Regions from separate parts of the Mus musculus genome. Here region 2 is linked to region 1. A link is a contact called in public Hi-C data. All regions are on one chromosome and are shown on one strand. Each heading gives the region's core, a stretch centred on a gene start, on an enhancer-like site or on the middle of the called end of the contact. The rest is flanking DNA. Distances are from core to core; before and after follow the strand shown. Region 1 has its middle 26 kb from the start of Gm37548. Region 2 overlaps Gm29230 (a long non-coding RNA gene).

Region 1 (3,521 bases), core at 817-3,316:
GCTTCCCCTGTGCTGCATCAAGCCTGGGGGAACCAGACCGAACCCTTTCCCACCTGTTCTATTTGCAGCATCCCAGGCCTTCAGTGCTGCCCATCTACAAGCAGCTGGAGAAGGAGGGGCTACAAGGATGAGGACAAAGATGCTTCAGAGAGAGCAGTGTGTGTGTGAGTGTGTGTGTGTGTGTGTGAGTGTGTGTGTGTGTGTGTGTCTGTCTGTCTGTCTGTCTGTCTCTTTGTGTGTCTGTTTGTGTGTCTCTGTGTGGTATGTATGACTGTGTGTGAGTGTGTGTGTGTGTGCGCGCGTGTGTGTGTGTGTGTGTATGTGTGTGTGTCTGTCTGTCTGTCTGTCTCTTTGTGTGTCTGTTTGTCTGTGTCTGTGTGTCTCTGTGTGGTATGTATGACTGTGTGTGTGTGTGTGTGTGTAAGTGTGTGTGTGTGACTGTATATATGTGTCTGACTCTGTGTGTATGTGTCTGTCTGTCTGTGAGTCTTTGTGTGGTATGTGTGACTGTATATTATGTGTGTGTGTGTGTGTGTGTGTGTGTGCATGCATGCATGTGTGTGTGTAGTATGTGTGTGGTATGTGTGTATGTATGTGCATGCATGCATGTGTGTGTGTAGTATGTGTGTGGTATGTGTGCATGGTGTGTGTGTGTGTGTGTGTGTGATTGTATATAAATATGTGTGTGATTCTGTATATATGTGTGTGACTGTACATATGTGTGTGACTCTGTATGTATTGTGTGACTGTACATATGTGTGTGACTCTGTGTGCTGTGTGTGTGTGTGTGTGTGTGTGTATGTGTGTGTGTGTACATGTGCCAGTGCATATGGAGGCCACAGAACAGCTTTGGGTTTCAAAAGCCTTCCACTACTTTTTAAGACAGGGTCTCACTGACCTGAAGCCCACTAACCAAGCTACGCTGGCGAACCCAGGAGTCCCAGGAATGAACCTGTCTACCTCCCCAACAAAGCTGGGATTATACTACACCCGACTTTTTTTTACACAGCTTCTGGGGGTTGGACTTGTGTCCTATGGTTGCATACACTCTACCAACTGTGCCTACACTTTACCAACTGAGCCATCTACCTGTCGGTTACTTAGGCATGCCTGAAGTGTTGAGAGAAAAAGGCTTGCTCTATAGCCCACTCTACGTTTTCCCATAAACCCCTGTCGAGTTACTGATCATCAGGTCTTAAGCAGAGAGAGCGAGTCTTACAGGTTCAGGCACAGATAAAACCAGTTCTCCATCCTCTCTGGCTCCTGCATCACCACGTAACAATCACCTCTTCAAAGTTCTTGACCCCCACCCAATCTGAGGTGCTCCAGCTAGCTCAAGGGGGAGCAGAGAAAGCAAGACTTACGTAAAAAGAGAAACATGGCTCTCTGGCAATCAAGACTGCCACACAGCAAGGCAAGATTTCAAAAGCCTGTGCATGCACTACTGAAGCAAATCCAGGATGGCTTCTGTGCCCAATGCCCTTGTCCCTGCTTTAACAAAGGTGGGCCTGTCCCTCGACCCACATTATGCAGGGAAAAGAGATTTATACAAAGGATCGCCTATTTGCCACTTCTTCATTCTATTACAGGCGGGAGCAGAGGCTGACACCCACAAGGACCCTTTCCAGCCAGGGATTATATATCATGCCATAGAAATACAGAAAAGACAAATTATCCTGAGATCATCACGCTTCCATTGACCTGCTCAAGGTTTAAACCCATCTGCAATTAGATGCCGTAGCCACAGATCTGCAGGCGGCTTAAATCGTCAGCAACGGGCTGTAATCCTGGGGAAACAGAACAGGGTGGATTTTTATGGGTATCTAAGTTTGGATTCCGTGGGTCTGATTTTGATTCGTGGGAGGTTAGTAATCTGCTCTTGTTACCCAGATCCTCCTCAGTTTCTGAGGTATTTATAATATGATATCTAACTCAGGCTTGAAACACTCATGAAAATTAACGGCATTATTTTTAAAAAATGTAACCGGGGAGAGAGATGGCGAGGGAAAGCGGTGTGACGTGACAAAGGCTCATCACTCTCGCACATCCACCAGAGAGTTCGCCCAGCTGCTGTGACTGATGAATCTCACAGCTGCTAATGTGCCCACTCTTTGGTCAGACCTGCCTTTCTAACGTGGAGACTTATTAAGAAATCTATTTTACTGCCTGCTATAATAGGAGAAATTGAAAATCTATCCACAGTGGGAGCATAGATGTTTTATTTATTTTAACACTTAAAAAGCATAAGCCACCTGATGTGAAGATTTGGGGGCATAGTAGAAATGGCCACCATGCTAATGATCACCATGGTGGCGGCGGCGGCTGCTGCTGCTGCTGCTGCTGCTGCTGCTGCTGCTCTGCTGCTGCTGCTGCTGCTGCTGCTGCTGCTGCTGCTGCTGCTGCTGCTGCTGCTGCTGCTGCTGCGTCTTCTTCTTCTTCTTCTTCTTCTTCTTCTTCTTCTTCTTCTTCTTCTTCTTCCTCTTCTTCTCCTCCTCCTCCTCCTCCTCCTCCTTCTCCTTCTCCTTCTTTTTCTTCTTCTCCTTCAATAATGTGTCCCCTCCTAGGCACTTCCTATGTGTGTACCATTGTTGTGAACACATTACCTCATACTTCACCCATTGAGCAGGTTAGAGCACAGACAGGCATACAGCTGACACTGGCTGACCTACAGAGTTTGAACCCCACACCCATTATCCATCTGATATACTACTTGGTTTACACTGATAATTCTGAGAGGCAGACAGACAGACAGACAGACAGGCAAGCAAAGAGAGAGAGAGAGAGAGAGAGAGAGAGAGAGAGAGAGAGAGAGAGAGAGAGAGAAGAAACCCATTAGATCATGACAATCATGCCCCTGGAACATTAACTATGCTTTAAATACCTTCATTTATGAGTTTAATAAAAAGCCAGCTAGGTGAGTTCTAAGTCTATACTATAAAAAGATGGATTTGTCCAAACATCCCCAAAATATGACTGCAGACTCTTAAAAGGAAAGAAGAATTGTCTGTTCAGAGCACAAGGACATCAGTGTGTTCCCCCAGCGAGACAAGTCTGCATCCCGTCTTCAAAGAACACACACAGCTTCTTCTGGCCAGAAGATCTGATTTCTTCACCATGTCAGAGTGAAGCCAACTTCATCTCAGGGCCAGAAGAGAAGTAACAGTGGTGGACAAATCCACAATACTGTGGTATTCTCCTCCCATGGAAATTAGGTCTGCCAAATGGTCCATAGCGAAACACTGCCCACCTCAGTAATTCCCAAGGCTGATCTTCCAGAGGTCAGCGTGGCACCTGAAGGGCAACATTGAGCAAGGAATCAGAATGTATGTGCGATGTGGGTTAATGGCTCCTAGGGGCAGCTCGTCCACAAATCAGATTCCACGAGAGTGATGGTCTGTGACTCAGACCTGAATCCAATTGTCTGGGGCTTTCTGTCCCTTAAACTACACTCTGAGAGGGCAGAGTTCCAAGTCCCTTCATTCTCTATGCCTTTGTCTGAGTCATGCTTTTTCTTGCTGGAA
Region 2 (3,443 bases), core at 73-2,572, 160 kb after region 1:
AAGCCCCCTGGAGCTGAGAGAGGCAGAGAGAGATCACAGAAGAGAACACAGCCCAGGGGACCCTTGCTTCTGGGGTCTGTCCTCTGGGACAGGGAGAGCAAATCTCTACTGCTTTAGACCACCAAGCTTCTGATCACTATTCACAACAGCAACGAATACAAAGATTTCCTGGGCTTGTGAGCTAGCCGTGTCTTTGAGTCATGCCTAACCCCAGCAAAGGTTTGCTGTGCATGTGAGCTAGCCTTGACTTTGAGTCACCTTCCTACCCCCAGACAAAGGTTTGCTGTGCATGTGAGCTAGCCTTGTCTTTGAGTCACCTTCCTACCCCCAGACAAAGGTTTGCTGTGCATATGAGCTAGCCTTGTCTTTGAAGTCATTCCTGGCCCCAGCACTGTTACTTTCCATTGTTACGGCGTATCTTCCACCTGTTGAGTGAGCTTGGTGCCAGGCCTTGTCGCCCCCACTGTCCCTATCTCCTCAGCTAATGCTTACAATGACATAAAGGGAACATCAACAGTCACAGTTTACTCGCTAAAGGTCTGGTGTTTGCTTAAAACCACATAAAAAGTACATGTTCGAGATAAAAATCCAATTCTAAACTCTATGTTCTGTCCTCTAAACTGCGGCTGCATAGAAACTATGCATCCTTTTTCATTCTCTAATTTCTGAAAGGGGAAACAGTAAACAAGTCAAGACAATCCTTTCACGGCTCCACTTCCACAGGAAATTAAGAGTCTGTCCCAGGCAGGACAAGTAGTTTTATCGGGGCCAGAAACTGCCTGTGACTTGCCATTTGAGAAGTGAGGCAATGAAAAGCCATAGAATCTTTGGCTGACATCATCTAAAGGTCTCTAGAGGTCACCTGAGCCAAATGCATCCTGGCCTCCACATTCCCCTGGAAGTGACAGAAATTCACTTTCCCAGGAAGCTGCCTTTTCTACCTCAATTTTTCTCTTCCACAGAGCCAAAAGAGGCTCCATTTCCTCCTTGGAAGTCGTATGGAACCATCCCAAATCCTTCCCTACAGTCTTGGAAGAACTGAAGTTAATAAATAAGACAGAGACAAGACCAGAGATTGCTCTTTGGCTGCTAAATGAGCTTGATCTTTGATCTCTCCCATGTACACTACAATCTCTGGTCCCTTCTCCATCCTGGGTGGTCTTCTAGCCACACACTAATCAGACCTTGTTCGACCATAATGCAGGAACCCACAACAGGTCTCGGGTTTAGCTGTGTGGCTGGGGCATCTCTGCCCCTCTCCATCTGGACTGCAGCCCCAGCCCTTCACACTCTGTTCCAGAATGCCATCCATCTACGCAAGGGTGGCCCTGCTGCTGACAGCACAGCGTCTTAACCCTCCCAAGCCTTTCGCCAGCCCACTCAGCCACCTGCCTCGGAAGGCTCCCATTTTGAAGTGGCAACGCGATTCATCATGTTCCACAGCCCACACGGCACAGGGGGAAATTAATGACACTGACTGTACTTGCTTCAGAAGCGACTCAACTAGACAGCAGCCTTCACAACAACATTCTGCAAAGGAACACCCCATATTTGGTCTTCAGTAAGAAAAGGGAAAGGGAGACTCGTGTGTGTGTGTGTGTGTGTGTGTGTGTGTGTGTGTGTGTGTGTGTGTAAAGAGAGAGAAAGACAAAGAGATAATATATATACATACATACACTCATACATTCATATATGCACATACATATATATATATATAACATATACACACACATACATGTATATACATATGTGTATATACAGAATGAAGTGCAAATCCATTTGCCTAACAGCTACAGAAGGACTTATGCTCCACCGAGCCATGTAAAATCTAGGGTTGCTCTTTTACTCAGTGCCTAAGCACTTCCCCGACACGCAAGGCAAGGAAAAGAGAAAGACTTGATTTAGAATCTTAGCCCAGCCCCTGTGGTTTGTAGATGGGGACTTCCAAAGCCAATCCAATGTGAACGGATACTGTACAAGGACAGAGGAGTCCCCTCCGGTCATCCATCACCCACTCCCCGTGCTCTGCTTCATTTCCTGCCCACCAGACCTCAAGAATGAAAACCGGTGGTGTCTCTCTCTCTCTCTCTCTCCCTCCTTCCCTCCCTGCCCACCCTCCTCTCATTCTCAGCTAAGCCAATGAGTCCTGGTCTTCATTACAAACAGCTAATCCCCAGTCCCCACACAGGAAAAGCAGTGAGATTAAACCACTGAGTGCTTGGGCCACGCCTACGTCCCTCACCGCCCCCAATATGGAACAGCTTCCCTATATTCATTTCTCGCATCCCCGGTCCAACACAGGTTTACGCGTGCCCTTAAACAGCATACTTCCTCAATTCAGTTGCCTAGCATCACCATTTACACAGAAACATAATGATTTTGAAAGCTGAACCTTGGGGAACTGACGTTAGGGTGATGGGTCTCCATGTCATACTCAGAGAAGCAGAGAAGAGGAAAAGTGACAAGATGGACTCTCCTTCCCACTGTCTCACTTTCGAATGTGGGAATTCTTTGTGCATGAACACATGTATACATGGGTACAAATGGAGGCTAGAAGTCAACCTCAAATGCCCTCTCTCTCTCTCTCTCTCTCTCTCTCTCTCTCTCTCTCTCTCTCTCTCTCTCTCTCTCTGTTAAAGGGTCTCTCACTGACCTGGGGGACCCCACGTCAGCTAGGCCGGCTGAGCAGTGGATCCCCAGGCTCTGTCGCCCCGGCCTCCCTAGCACAAGGGTCATATGCACGTGCATGCCCAACCTGCCTTACTTCTCAGGATTCTGCAAATGGAACGCAGGTCTTCCTGCTTACCCGGCAAGCACTTCACCAACCAAGCCATTTCTCCAAGGCAGAATTCTTTTTCATAAACCATTTTTTTTCCTTTTGAAAATAAAACACAAAACAGGCAGTGTTCCAACAGGAAATAGAGGGAAACATTCCTCACATACCATCCTGTGACCATCACACACACACACACACACAGAGAGAGAGAGAGAGAGAGAGAGAGAGAGAGAGAGAGAGAGAGAGAGAGAGGCCCATTTCTGCCTGCCATGAAACAAAAAAGGACTAACAAAGGCCTTTGTGTTCAGGGGTAAAAAGCCACAGGCAGGTACAATGTTGACTGCTTCCACTTCTCTGGGTTCTTAGAAATACAGAATAGCAGAGAACTTGAGATGAGGAGATCTGGCCCTGGTCACTGAGCGGTGAAGAAGGAACTCACAAAGGCTAATGGTTTACTCTGTTATTGAAGAAGCACAGCCACTAGCAGTTGCTCAGAGACACCAGGCACTTGGGATGGAAAGGATAAATGTTTACATGTGTCCGTTGTTCGTCTCAACTCAGCTGGCTCCAGGAAAGAGTTCCGGGGGTTTTTCTGAGAGACAGTGAACAAGCTAAGGCACTAAGGGAGGGTGAAGACAGAATACGTGAGTGTGGCCAGCACCACATT

What was found. A called contact is a pair of places that touch in the nucleus more often than the background predicts.
Region 2: a contact with region 1 is called in a Hi-C map of cerebral cortex, with 1.9 times the contacts expected there. The contact joins two enhancer-like sites. A contact is called at or near these places in 2 of 484 Hi-C or Micro-C datasets (cerebral cortex and cortical neurons) and 2 of 115 datasets of contacts at active chromatin or transcription factors (double positive thymocytes and embryonic basal ganglia).

What each region holds. Positions count from the first base shown.
Region 1 is chr3:50,913,240-50,916,760 of GRCm38.p6, forward strand. No RefSeq gene overlaps it. Among named protein-coding and RNA genes, the nearest start is that of Gm37548, 26 kb to the left of the region's middle. Within about 2 kb of position 2,067, at least 24 of the 459 cell types and tissues checked have an H3K27ac peak or open chromatin away from gene starts, as enhancers often do. A contact at or near this core is called in cerebral cortex, where this site is marked.
Region 2 is chr3:51,071,204-51,074,646 of GRCm38.p6, forward strand. All of the region lies in intron 1 of Gm29230 (a long non-coding RNA gene), which reads right to left. Among named protein-coding and RNA genes, the nearest start is that of Gm29230, 16 kb to the right of the region's middle. Within about 2 kb of position 1,323, at least 31 of the 459 cell types and tissues checked have an H3K27ac peak or open chromatin away from gene starts, as enhancers often do. A contact at or near this core is called in cerebral cortex, where this site is marked.